Linked DNA regions of Mus musculus: region 2 is linked to region 1. Evidence: chromatin contacts called from public HiChIP or PLAC-seq data. All regions are on one chromosome and are shown on one strand. The core of a region is the stretch at or near the end of the contact, and the rest is flanking DNA. Distances in the headings are between cores, read along the strand shown. Region 1 overlaps Arhgap39 (Rho GTPase activating protein 39). Region 2 has its middle 5.7 kb from the start of Apol6.

Region 1 (5,886 bases), core at 277-2,776:
GGGCAAGGATTATTTGGTGATAATGTTTGAGATTGATTGTGACACACACCTAGCTCTCAGGAGCTATAGGCAGGTGAATGTCTGTGAGTTCAAGGCCAGGCAGGGCTACATAGAGAGAGACTATTTCAAAAAACAACCAAAGAAGTCAATGGAAACACATGGGTAAGCTAAAGTACCCCAGAGCCTCAGAACTTTCAGGACATGAACAGAGGGTATGAAGTCTCAGAAAAGGGAAAGGCAATTATAAACAAGATAATAAGAAGAAATGGGTTCCAGCCAGCCACAGTGGTGCAGGGTTGTGGGGATGCTTGTGAACAGCCATGTGGGTGCTTTAATCCCAGCACTGGAGTGCAGAGGGAGGCAGATCTCTAAGTTCAAGGCCAGCCTGGTCTACAAAGAGAATTGCAAGACAGTCAGGGCTACACAGAGGGAACCTGTCTCAAACAAACAAAACAAAAACACAAACAAAAGAAAGGGAAAAAAGAAATTGGATCATTTTAGAGTTGAAAGTCGGGTCAACACTTCACACCACACCCAAGTATAGATTCCAAATTGACCGGCACGCCATGGACTGGAATGTAACGCAGTGGGAGAACACTTGCTTGGCATCCATGAGGCCCTGCATTTAACTCAGAGCACAAAACAAATAAACAACAACAAAACCTGGTATTGGAAAACTGAGTGAAAGATTTAAAAAAAAAAGTCTGAAGATGAACTGTGATGTGTGCAGTGTGCAGGGTTTTAGCTTGCTCTGCCATTAAAGACCTAAGTTCCAAGCTGCACAGCAACCCAGCAGGTGATTGCCTGACCCCTGTAAGGGTCTGGCAGACTACGGTAGGTGTACACATAAGCCCAGTTGTTGTTAGTACCTCTGTTTGTTTGTGTTTCTGGTATTGTTTTACTATGCCTGTGCACCATGTGTGGGCAGTGCCTGCAGAGCCCAGAGAGACAGTTTTGCAGTCCCTGGAACTGGAGTTACAGATGGCTGTGAGTAGCCATGAGGGTGCTAGGGGTCTGGTCCTCTGTAAGAGGAGCCAGTGCTCTTCACTGCAAGTCATCTCCCATCCACTGCTTTTTGTTCTCTGAGACAGAGTCTCACGCATCCCAAGCTGGCATCAAACATTTCATGTAGCTGAAGCCAGCCTTAAACTTCTGATCCTCTAATCCTCTACTTCCCAAGTACTGGAATTATCTCCCTATACCACTAGGCACATTTTATGTAGTACTGTAAAGTGTAGGGCTCTGTGTATGTTAGGTAAGTACTCTAACCAGTTGAGTACAGAGACCACTTTTATATTGGTTAAGGGTACCAAAGTCATGAAAAGGCTGTGGAAACCACTTAGATTGGACAAGGCTAAGGAGGGCGAGAAGGCAGAGGCAGGCAGAACTGGCTGACGGATTCTATACTACATGGGGACAGAAGTGCTATACATACAACTGGGAATACATGGTCTCTATGGTTCAGGGTGTCAGAGGAGATCAAAGCCTGTGTCAACATCAGATCTGATCAGTGACTGTGTCCTGGTTATGTGAGTCACCTGACAGACACACACTCAAGCATTCAAGGCCTAAGGCAGAACACTTGTGACTTGCCCAAAGTGACTCAGAAAGGACAGATGACTGATGGCGACGACTCGGAGCAAGAACACATGGACATTTCTGGGACTGTTCTTTTTTTTTTTTTTTTCTGTTACTGTGGAATTATTTTCAGATAAAAAGCTGCACATCAGAAAAATAGGAATGAAGAGGCATGACTACTGGAGTCTGTATGGACACTGCCCAGAGTGCCCAAGAAAACGGGCGAAGTTCATATGTGCAGCCCAAACATCAACATTCTGGGGGCGGGAGGGGACAGGCTGGCCTCTGCCAAGTGTGCAGGTATCCCCGCAGTGAGCGGCTGTGCTGAGAACACTGGACTAGAGAGACAGGAGCAGGAACAACCACTGGAGGACGGTGAGAGAAGGCAGTGCACATAGGCAGCCATGTGAGCAGACTGGGAGAACTACCACAGGCCAGTCAACAGCCCTGGAGCCACACGACCTTTTCTCTGAACAGTTGCTCCCCCACTTCCCCAGGGCCGGGATAACTCATCGGGAGTGGATGCTGCCTCCTTACCTGGTACTCGACCCCGGAATCCTGGGCTCCTGCTCATCGACATGATGGCTTCTGCATTCATAATCCTGTGCCTGTGACATTGCCATCTGCTTCCTTAGTGCTGACGTGAACAGTTGTCAGAGGATCATCAGGTTGCCTCCTCCAGCATCACACAGGAAGAGGCCACACTAGGGAGAAAGAAAAGTGGCTAAGCACTGATAGGAAATGCAGTGATGTCCACACCACACATGAAATTACAGTCCATCCTTCTCTCCTGCCAGATAGCTGGCTCAATAGAAAGCAATTCCCATGCCTCAAGACTCCTTGGGGAAGCCACTCCCGGCCAGCTTCTCTTGTACAGAGGGAGAGCCTGATGGCCAACTGCCTCCTGCTGGGATTCCACTTGGGCCAGGGCAGGTGCATGAGTGCTTCAAGAACTACAAAGCTAGAGGATGCACTGAGCACCCAGGCCTCACCCGTGGATGACGTCTGGCCCCAGCACAGGATGCTGCATATGGGGAAGTTACTGTGGAGATGAAGCTGGGCACAACATACACAGGGTATGGCCTCATGCACAGTGGAACTCAGGCACGCAAGGCATACACAGATTCCTGTGACAGTGAACAGGCTCTCTCACAGGCAGATTGTGCTGTTGAGAAAACACATGGAAAGGGACCCCTGAGCCTATGCTCATCCAAGATAAAAAGCCATCCATGTTATAAATGTGAAGGCTGAAAAAACAAAATGAACTTTTAGGAAAACCAGAGAATGCTGGGTTTTATAGCGGGGTCAGATCTCTGAGACAGTCACAAAACCAGCTCCCAGAGGAAAAAAAAATAGTGAATTCGACTGTGATAAAATTAAGATTGAAGATATCTACTTATCAAGAAACCAAGAACAGGCTAGGTGTGGTGGTGCATTCATTTAGGGGGCAGAGAACCCTGGTCTCCAGAGTGAGTTCCAGGCCAGCCAAGGCTACAAAGTGAGATCCTAGAAGGGGGGTTGGGGGAGAGGGAAAGGAAGAAGAAGAAGAGGAGGAGGAGTAAAAGAAGGAGGAGGAGGAAGGAGAGGAAGAAGAGGAGGAGGAAGAAAAATGCAAATCCAAAATGGGAGGCGTTTGCTATATAGTGTGTCCAGCTATGGCGTGTGTGATCTGATAACGGGCACACTAAACATAAGCCAATGCTGCTGATACAATGATAAAGAAGGGGCGAGTAGACAGTGCAGACGGCAGTCATGGAGACGGCTCCATTTCACTCCTCAGGAAGTGCTCTTAAAGGCGTGTGACATGAGCACTCAGCAAACGGGAAAGACAACAACTACCAAGTGCTGGCAAGGGCAAGAAGAGCACTTACATCCCAGTGCTGGGGCTGAAGGGCCCCAAAGGAGGACACATGCATCGACCTGACCACTTCACAGAGGCCACTGTGGCAATGGCAACAGTGAGGGATGCCAAGTGCACACCAACTCCGTAGCAGGAAGTGAACCCATACACACACTAGGGTTTCCTTTTAAAAACCCGAGAAGCACTTGTGGCTGTATTAGAATCAGATCTGACAGGCTCAGGACTCAACAGTGCCAGGAGGGGATCAGGGGCCATTCGCTGTCTCCAGCCAGGGCGCTGCTGCTTACACGGTGCTGATCCAGGAAGCTCACAGTGCTACAGGCTCTGTATTCAGGTCCCTCACCCCCCATCCCCACCACACACAAACAGCCACGGCGAACAGAATACTACTGGGGTTCTGTCTTACTCTTTACCGACTCCCAGATGGCATTAGATTTATGCCTTCCCTCAAACCAGGGATATTCCATGGATATTAACTGCTAATTTAAGGACAAATTCAAAAAGGTTCTAATTACCAGGTAAACCAGGTAAGGTGGCACACACTTATAATCCAAGTATTTGGGAGACCAAAAAAAAAAAAAAAAAAAAAGAAAGAAAGAAAGAAAGAAAGAAAGAAAGAGAGAAAGGAAGAAAGAAGAAAAAAGAAAAGCTATTATAACAAAGAAAAATAAAATTTAGAAAGTCACTAGGTCATAAACATATATTCTACTAAACTGGAACTATTTAAAAAGTATAAATTTCTAGTTATATCACCTAACAAATGTAAACTGAGATGAAATATTTAAGCAGCTCTATAAGAAGGCTGGAGAGATGGCCCAGTGGTTAGAGCCCTGGCTGCTGTTTTTGAGGACCTAGTTTGATTCCCAGTGCCCATATGGCAGCTGGTAACCATTTGCTACTCTGCAAGGAGCTCATTGCCCTTCTCTGGCCTCAATGGGCACTTCATATGGTATACACACATGTAGGCAAAACTCCTATACACATAAATAAAAATTAATAAAAAATAAAAATGCGCTAACTAAAAAAAGTTCTGGCCCAGAAAGATCCACTGGGCAATTTAGCAAAGAGAAAGAGAAAGTAACGCCTGTGCTTCTCAAACTAGTTCATAAGCTAGAAGGCAGCCTCGCCCACCACCACACCGCCAATACCACACTGGTTATGAAATGGAAGAGGACTGGATGGAATATAACCAAGCTCTTTTTATAAAGCTAGGAAAGACACTAGCAACATCATCAATAAAGGAAAATTATAGACCAATTCCCTGGTGAGCAGAGATGCAAATAGTCTCAACAAAAATACTTGCAAATTGAATTCAAGAACTGTGGGGAGCTGAAAAATTCTGACTGGGTAGGCAAAGAATGGGTAAAATCCCGAGTGAATGTATTGTTGGCACGGTACGACTGTGCTGAGAGCCAATGCCTTCCTTGGGTCAGGCTTGGAATGGCAAAGCTTCCTCTGGTCCAAGTGTGAGTTTTTATGAACAACTGACCAGTGGTGCAAACACTAGCAAGCCCAGTGTCCTAGCGTCCCAGTGTCCCCCTCCAAGAGGCTACAGTGGCACCAACAGAGGTGGCCTATGGGGACCAGCTAACTCCTCCACAGTGTTGCACATAACCAACAGGCCCACCTGAGCCCAGTGTTCCTACACATCTATCCTTTCCTCACGCTCTCACAGTCCCTGTCAGCTTTCCGAGAGGCGAGGTGCTCAGGACACACACGGTAAGGAGCACAGCAGAAGGTAAGACCATGCTGTATCCCACAGAGCCTGGGGTAGTTCAACAGATGTAAACCAATAAATGGAAGCTATCAAGGACAAACATCATATAATCTTTTTCCTTTTTTTTTTTCCTTTTTCTTTTCCTTTTCCGAGCTGAGGACCAAATCCAGGGCCCAGCAAGCACTTTACCACTGAACTAAATCCCCAGCTCCATATGATCAACTTGATAGAGGAAGAAAAGGTTTTTGACAAAAATTCCAACATCTTTTCTTGAAAAAAGTTCTTAAGAAACTCCAAAGAGAAGGACTTTTCAACCTAACAAAGGCTCTATACACACAGCCTATGGCTAACACACAATTAAACAGTGAGAACACCAAGTGTCCCATTAAAATCAAGAACAAGAAAAGGGAGGCCAGCCTGGTCTACAAAGTGAGTTCAGGACATCCAGGGCTACAAAGAGAAACCCTGTCTCAAACAACCAAAAAAAAAAAAAAAAAAAAAAAAAGAACAAGAAAAGGGTATACATTTTCTTCACTTACATTCAATATTGTACAGGAAATGGTAGTTAAAGCAGTCAAACAAGAGAAGATAACAAAAAGGACATAAATAGGAAAGAAAGATGTCAGAGTCTGCTTATTTGCAGGTGAGCTGAGTCTTTATGCAGAAGACCCCGAGAATTCACAAACACTTTCACAACGCTAGTGAAAGAGACAACAGCCTTTGTAACCAA
Region 2 (5,957 bases), core at 214-2,713, 270 kb after region 1:
GGGCCAGGAGGGCAAAGTCAGGCAGGCCCCGGTGGGTGCACTGCAGCTACCGTCATTGCCTGAGATCAGAAAACATGGCTGCGTTTGGCCAATGTTGGGAGATGGGCAGGGGCAGGTGGAGGGGTGAGTGCCCTGGTCATACAGGAGGGCTGAGGGATGATGAGAAAAAGCTTGGGGAAGCAGACACACAACACAGAGTGACCTGGAAACTGCAAGACGACCAGGCTGGCCGGGCGAGAAAGTTTGTGAAGTGGGTTGGCCAAGAGTGAGGTTTTAAGTAGGGTGGGAGCTCACTGGGGGAGATTTTAAACTTGGAGCATTTTGGTGAGTTAGGGGCGGTCCCAGGGTTCGGGCACCAATCAGATGGACAGTTAAGATTAGTCCCTGTGACTCAGAAGCCAAAAGGCACAGTGTGTGAGCTGTGTGGCTGCCAGCTACAGCCTCAGGGGAATCTTGGACAGGGAGTACTGTGTGGGAGCGGGGCTCTGTGGCCTCCCAAGAACTCAGTTAGGGCTGTGGTAGCGCTCTGGGGCCTCTTTGGCAGTGTAACATGTTCTGGCCGGCTTCTTGGTCAGCCTGGAGAGATCCCTTTTTCTTTGCAGCCCCTCCTTTTTAAGAGGGCCAGGTCACATTAACACAGGTCCTCTCCTCCCTCTTTGTGTCTCAGTTCATTACCACATTGAACTGAAGGATGACGCAGAAGGTTTAAGCCTTTCCACAGCCCTCCCCATCTTACCGAGGAGGCTATAACCACTCAGTGACCTGCTTAGAGGCCTCCCTCCTCCCCTCAGCTCCTCCTTCTCTCCCCTTCTCCCTCCTCCTCCCCCTCCTCACTCCTCTTCCCTCTCTTCCTCTTCCTCCTTCCTCAGGAGCATTCAGGTCAGAGGATGGGAAAAAACAGCCAATAATGAGGCAGTTCTGGCCATTTCTGCAGGCCCTGTAGTTTCTTAAGTCTCTCCCAGTCATGTGGCTGTAGGCCTTGATATTTCTTGATATTCCACATGCCTTAGAACAGAAGGTGGGCCTGCTTGCTGGTGTGTAGGCTAAGAGAGGCAGTGGCTGGGCCTGATGCATTTCTGCCTTTTCTCCCTCCAACCCTACTTGCTAGCAAACAGCCCCATCGTCTTCTGTCTCTTTCAAGGACACTGCTGTTGGCTTCCTGACTCACACAAGCGCCAAGATGACCTCATCTCCAGAGTTATTTGATTTTTTTTTTCATCCTCAGAGAATGTTTCCAAATATGGTCCCATTGCAAGTCACATGGTCTCAGGCTCGGCTTTGTGGGGGTGGGGGGCGGGAGGGGGGGTGGGGATGGTCATTGTTCAGCTGTCTACAGAAGGGAAAATGCAGGCTTGGAGGAGCAGAGATTTACTGCAGATCTCGGGGTCTATCGGGGCAGCCTAGGGAAGCCCTGCCCTGGGGAGGGAGGCCAGGCCAGTGTCTGGATTACTGTGGTTCCGGTTCTCCACTCTGCAAAAGCATTCATGGGAAAAACATCTGGAGCTCGGGCTGCGCAGGGGAGTCCCACTCCCACAGTCGCTGGCAGGTTTCCCTGTCTGCTGGTTGAGGGGGAGGGGTGCAGCTCTCCTCACCCCCTCATGAACAGACCACAGACACTCCCAAGTCCCTGCCTACCACCACAGGGCTGTGGGGAGTGGGGAGAGTCCCGGCCCTGTCTTTCCTGACCTCTGGGTCATTGACTCCCTGCACAGGGTCCCTGCTGTCTGGTGAGAAGCCAGGAACCCAAGGTAGAATTGAAGCAACAGCTCCAACCCCACCTCCTCAGCTCTCAGAGGCCACGGAGCAAAGGGAATTGGGTTTGGCCTGCGAACCCAGCCGCCAGCCCACTCTGCCTTGGTTCTCTGAGACAGGAAGAACTGACTGCTCCTTCTTACTGACAGGGTGATAGACCACAGAGGGTCAGCCTAACTCCATCCCAGACACGGGGCCAAGTAAACCCACTCCCAGAGTCTGTTTAATGGTGGTCCTGTCTTAGCCCAGCCTTTCCTTCTGGTCTATTTGGGGGCTCTCCAGGGCACACCTGCTGAAATGACTCTAGAGATCACATGCAAATGGCTTGGTGACCAGCATATGGATGCTGCTGGGGACAACATGACCTTTAAAAAATATTGTTTTATTATTTTTAGTTATGTGGATGTCTATGTGTAGGTATATGCATGTCACTGCAAGTGCCCAAAAAGACAGAGGAGTTGGATGCCATAGAGCTGGATCTACAGGCAGTGTGAACCACCTGACATGGTTGCTGGGAATTGAACTTGGGCCTTTGGAGGACCAGTTACAGGCTCTTAATATGTGAATCATATCTCCAGCCCAAAAGGTGATGGGACCTTCAAGAGGAGGGATCTACAAAGCTGAGTGTGGTGGCACATGCCTTTAAACCCAACACTCAGGAGACAGAGGCAGGCAGATTTCTGTTGAGTTTGAGGGCCAGCCTGGTCTACAGAGTGAACTCCTGAACAGCCAGGGCTACACAGAGAAATCCTGTCTAGGAGGAGGAGGAGGAAGAGGAAGAGGAGGAGAAGGAGGAGGAGGAGGAGGAGGAGGAGAGAGAGAGAGAGAGAGAGAGAGAGAGAGAGAGAGAGGAAGAGGAGGACGGACCTATGCCCTGTCCTCTTCCCCCTCGCCCTCCTTTTTTCTCTCCTTGTATCCTCCCCTCCTCCCTTTCTCCCTCCTCCCCGCTTACTCTACCTCCATGCCTCCTCCCTGGCTGTCCTGAGATGAGCCCTTTCCTCCACTGTTGGTTAGCGTGCCTCACCACAGGCCCACGGGGCCAACGGATCAATAACAGAAAGCTCTAAAACTGTGAGCCAAAACAAGTAGGAAGAGCTCGCTCCCGGCATTTTGTTCCCGTGACTGCACCTTCCCCCTCTCCCGCTTCCCCCCCCCCCCCCAGCACCGTGCCCCTGTGTTAGCGCACAGGCAATTCCACTGGGCTGCTCTCAGGGACCTAAGAGCTGCTTGGGTCATGACCTGCGACTGCATCCAGGCTCGCCTGGTATGTGCTGCCTATAAAAGGATCCACCGCCCACCCAGCTCTCTGTTCTCAACATTCCTTCTCCCTGTTCTCCCTTTTGGAGGACTAGTACCTGGTCCCTCTCTTCCCTCTCTGTCTGCCCTCTCTGGCCCCATGGCTCTGGTCCCCAGCTGTCTGCCTGTCTACTTGTTCCCTCATCTGCCTCCTATCCCTTCCCCAGGTCTTCAAGCCTCTCCCCTCCCCCAATAAACCTCTTTTACACCAGATCTGTTGCAAGACCTAATTTCTTAAGGGTGCACCTTGGCATGGGCCAGCCAAAGGTACCCCCTCGCCACACTATATTTCATAATGCCCTCTCCTACCTGTGTTACCCACAGAGGACAGTTGGTCCAGCGCTGACCCTGCTTCAGGCCGCCCAGGAGAACGCCCCCATCTCACCTGACTGGGCACTAATTGCAGAGAGGAAAGGATACAGGATGATATTAGTTTTTACTGTGAGGTGGGATGAAGTGGAGGGATACCCCACCCCCAGAGCCTCTCACGGGCCAGACAGATGCCTCAGAGGGTGAGTATTTGAGTCCAATCCCTGCGACCCACATGGTGAAACGTTAAGAACTAACTCCTGGAAGCAATCTTCTGAGTTGTACATGATTGCACATGCCACATTCGTATACAACTAAAATAAGCAAATGATTTTAAAAAGGAGCAACTCACATCTCCCAAGAGAGTCAAGAACAAAGCATGCGTATAGACATCAGTGCCTTACACAGGTGCATGTAAATGCCTATATGTATGCATACTCACAGGGGACCTGAGTGTGACAGCCTCTGCTGTAGTCAGGACAATCTGATGTCACCAGGAACCCGGGAAGGGAAGTAAGGGTCAGGCAGGGCACAGCTGGAGAAACTACTAGACCTGAAATGTCATGTTCTTAGGATCAAGTTTTGTGCCCCTGTCTCTATTCACAACTACCGCTTCTCAGAGGGGAAACACTGCCCTGAGAGTCCCAGGATCCGAAAGCTGCTTCTAGGCAGAGCCTCGAGGGCAGAGATGGAAACTCAGCTACACTTGACAAGGAGCAACCTCAGACATCTTTAGCACAAACGTCCTTAGAAACTGCGGCCAGGAAAAGATAATTGTTTCCTGGAATCTGAGAACTGCAGGGTCAGAATGCTCCTTGGGCTCGTCCCCCTGTGGCTGATGTGTTGACAGCCGTGCGTACATGTGTGTACATATTGAAACTGTAATACTCAGAGGAAAGGACTGCAGGTTCCCTCCAGACACCAAGCATCCCCAGCAACCCTGGGGATGCTCAATTCTCTCAGATAGCATGGCATGGTATTTGCAGAAAGCCCCTGCACCTGCTCCTGTATGATCCTGCTCCTGTCCTCCTGTGACTTACAACACTTAACACAATTGTAATGATATGCAAATAGGTAGTAATTGACAGTAACAGGAAGCATCTGTACGTATTCAGTACTAGTGCAGTGCTTTCCCAAGCCACAAGGAAAGATAAGGGTCTGAGACAGTGTGGCGTTATGGAGCCTGGCTATCCTTAACTTCCTCATCCTCTGGGTACCACCTCCTGAGTGCTGGGATTTATGGGAAGTTATCTCTCTGCCAATCCAATATTGTGGTTTGTGGTTGGTTGACTCCACAGCTGTATGTGGCAGGCTGACTGTAGCATGTCCATGTGAACCATTCTAGCGTAAACTGATAAAGATAAGGATATTCCTTTAGAGGACAATTTGATACTCTGTATCTCTCAGAGAAGTTTCTTTGTGCAGGGTGTACTGGCTAGTTTTGTGTCAACTTGACACAGCTGGAGTTATCACAGAGAAAGGAGCTTCAGTTGAGGAAATGCCTCCATGAGATCCAGCTGCAAGGCATTTTCTCAATTAGTGATCAAGGGGGAAAGGCCCCTTGTGGGTGGGACCATCTCTGGGCTGGTAGTCTTGGTTCTATAAGAGAGCAGGCTGAACAAGCCAGGGGAAGCAAGCCAGTAAGGAACATCCCTCCATGGCTTCTGCATCAGCTCCTGCTTCCTGACCTGCTTGAGTTCCAGTCCTGACTTCCTTGGTATGAACAGCAATGTGGAAGTGTAAGCTGAATAAACCCTTTCCTCCCCAACTTGCTTCTTGGTCATGATGCTTATGTAGGAATAGAAACCCTGACTAAGACAAATTGGTACCAGAAGTGGGGTATTCCTTTGACAACTTGATCATGTTTTGGGGAGGACTGTGGAAGGACTTTGGAACTTTGGGCCAGAAGATCCATTCGCTGTTAAGAACTCTGTGAGATGTTGTGTAGGAGCTTAGAAGATAATGTTGAGAACAGTGCAGAAAAATGGAGGCCTGGCTTGTGAAATTTCAGAGGGAAAATTAAAGACTCTTTTCAGGGCCATTGCTATTATGGAGTGTGAAGATTCTGTGGTTCTGGTTAGCTGGGGCTGAAGAATCATCTGTGATTAACAAGATACCAGAACTACTAAAGAAAAACCTTTGCATTATTAGGACTATGATGCTGGTTAGCTGGAGCTAAGAAATTAGTGGTGATTAAGAAGAGACCAGAGGGCTGGAGAGATGGCTCAGTGGTTAAGAACATCGACTGCTCTTCCGAAGGTCCTGAGTTCAAATCCCAGCAACCACATGCTGGCTTACAACCATCCGTAATGAGGTCTGATACCCTCTTCTGGTGCATCTGAAGACAGCTACAGTGTACTTAGATATAATAAAAAATAAATCTTAAGGGGGCTGGAGAGATGGCTCAGCGGTTAAGAGCACTGACTGCTCTTCCGAAGGTCCTGAGTTCAAATCCCAGCAACCACATGGTGGCTCACAAACATCCATAACAAGATCTGGTGCCCTCTTCTGGAGTGTCTGAAGACAGCTACAGTGTACTTTCATTAAATAAATAAATAAATCTTAAACAAACAAAAAAGAAGAGACCAGCATCATTGAGA

What was found. HiChIP or PLAC-seq counts read pairs in DNA pulled down with a chosen protein or histone mark.
Region 2: a FOXA1 HiChIP or PLAC-seq map of pancreatic cancer cells shows a contact between it and region 1. The contact joins two enhancer-like sites. A contact is called at or near these places in 1 of 39 promoter capture datasets (liver), 1 of 115 datasets of contacts at active chromatin or transcription factors (pancreatic cancer cells) and 1 of 9 other capture datasets (pancreatic islet).

Annotation. Positions count from the first base shown.
Region 1 is chr15:76,763,370-76,769,255 of GRCm38.p6, forward strand. It overlaps Arhgap39 (Rho GTPase activating protein 39), which reads right to left. Exons shown (of 12, transcript NM_001168288.2): 2 at 2,116-2,282. The coding sequence starts at 2,195. Among named protein-coding and RNA genes, the nearest start is that of C030006K11Rik, 42 kb to the left of the region's middle. Within about 2 kb of position 1,527, at least 49 of the 459 cell types and tissues checked have an H3K27ac peak or open chromatin away from gene starts, as enhancers often do. A contact at or near this core is called in pancreatic cancer cells, where this site is marked.
Region 2 is chr15:77,036,413-77,042,369 of GRCm38.p6, forward strand. It overlaps a transcript of Mb not described here. Among named protein-coding and RNA genes, the nearest start is that of Apol6, 5.7 kb to the right of the region's middle. RefSeq lists an enhancer at 228-2,352. Within about 2 kb of position 1,464, at least 215 of the 459 cell types and tissues checked have an H3K27ac peak or open chromatin away from gene starts, as enhancers often do. A contact at or near this core is called in pancreatic cancer cells, where this site is marked.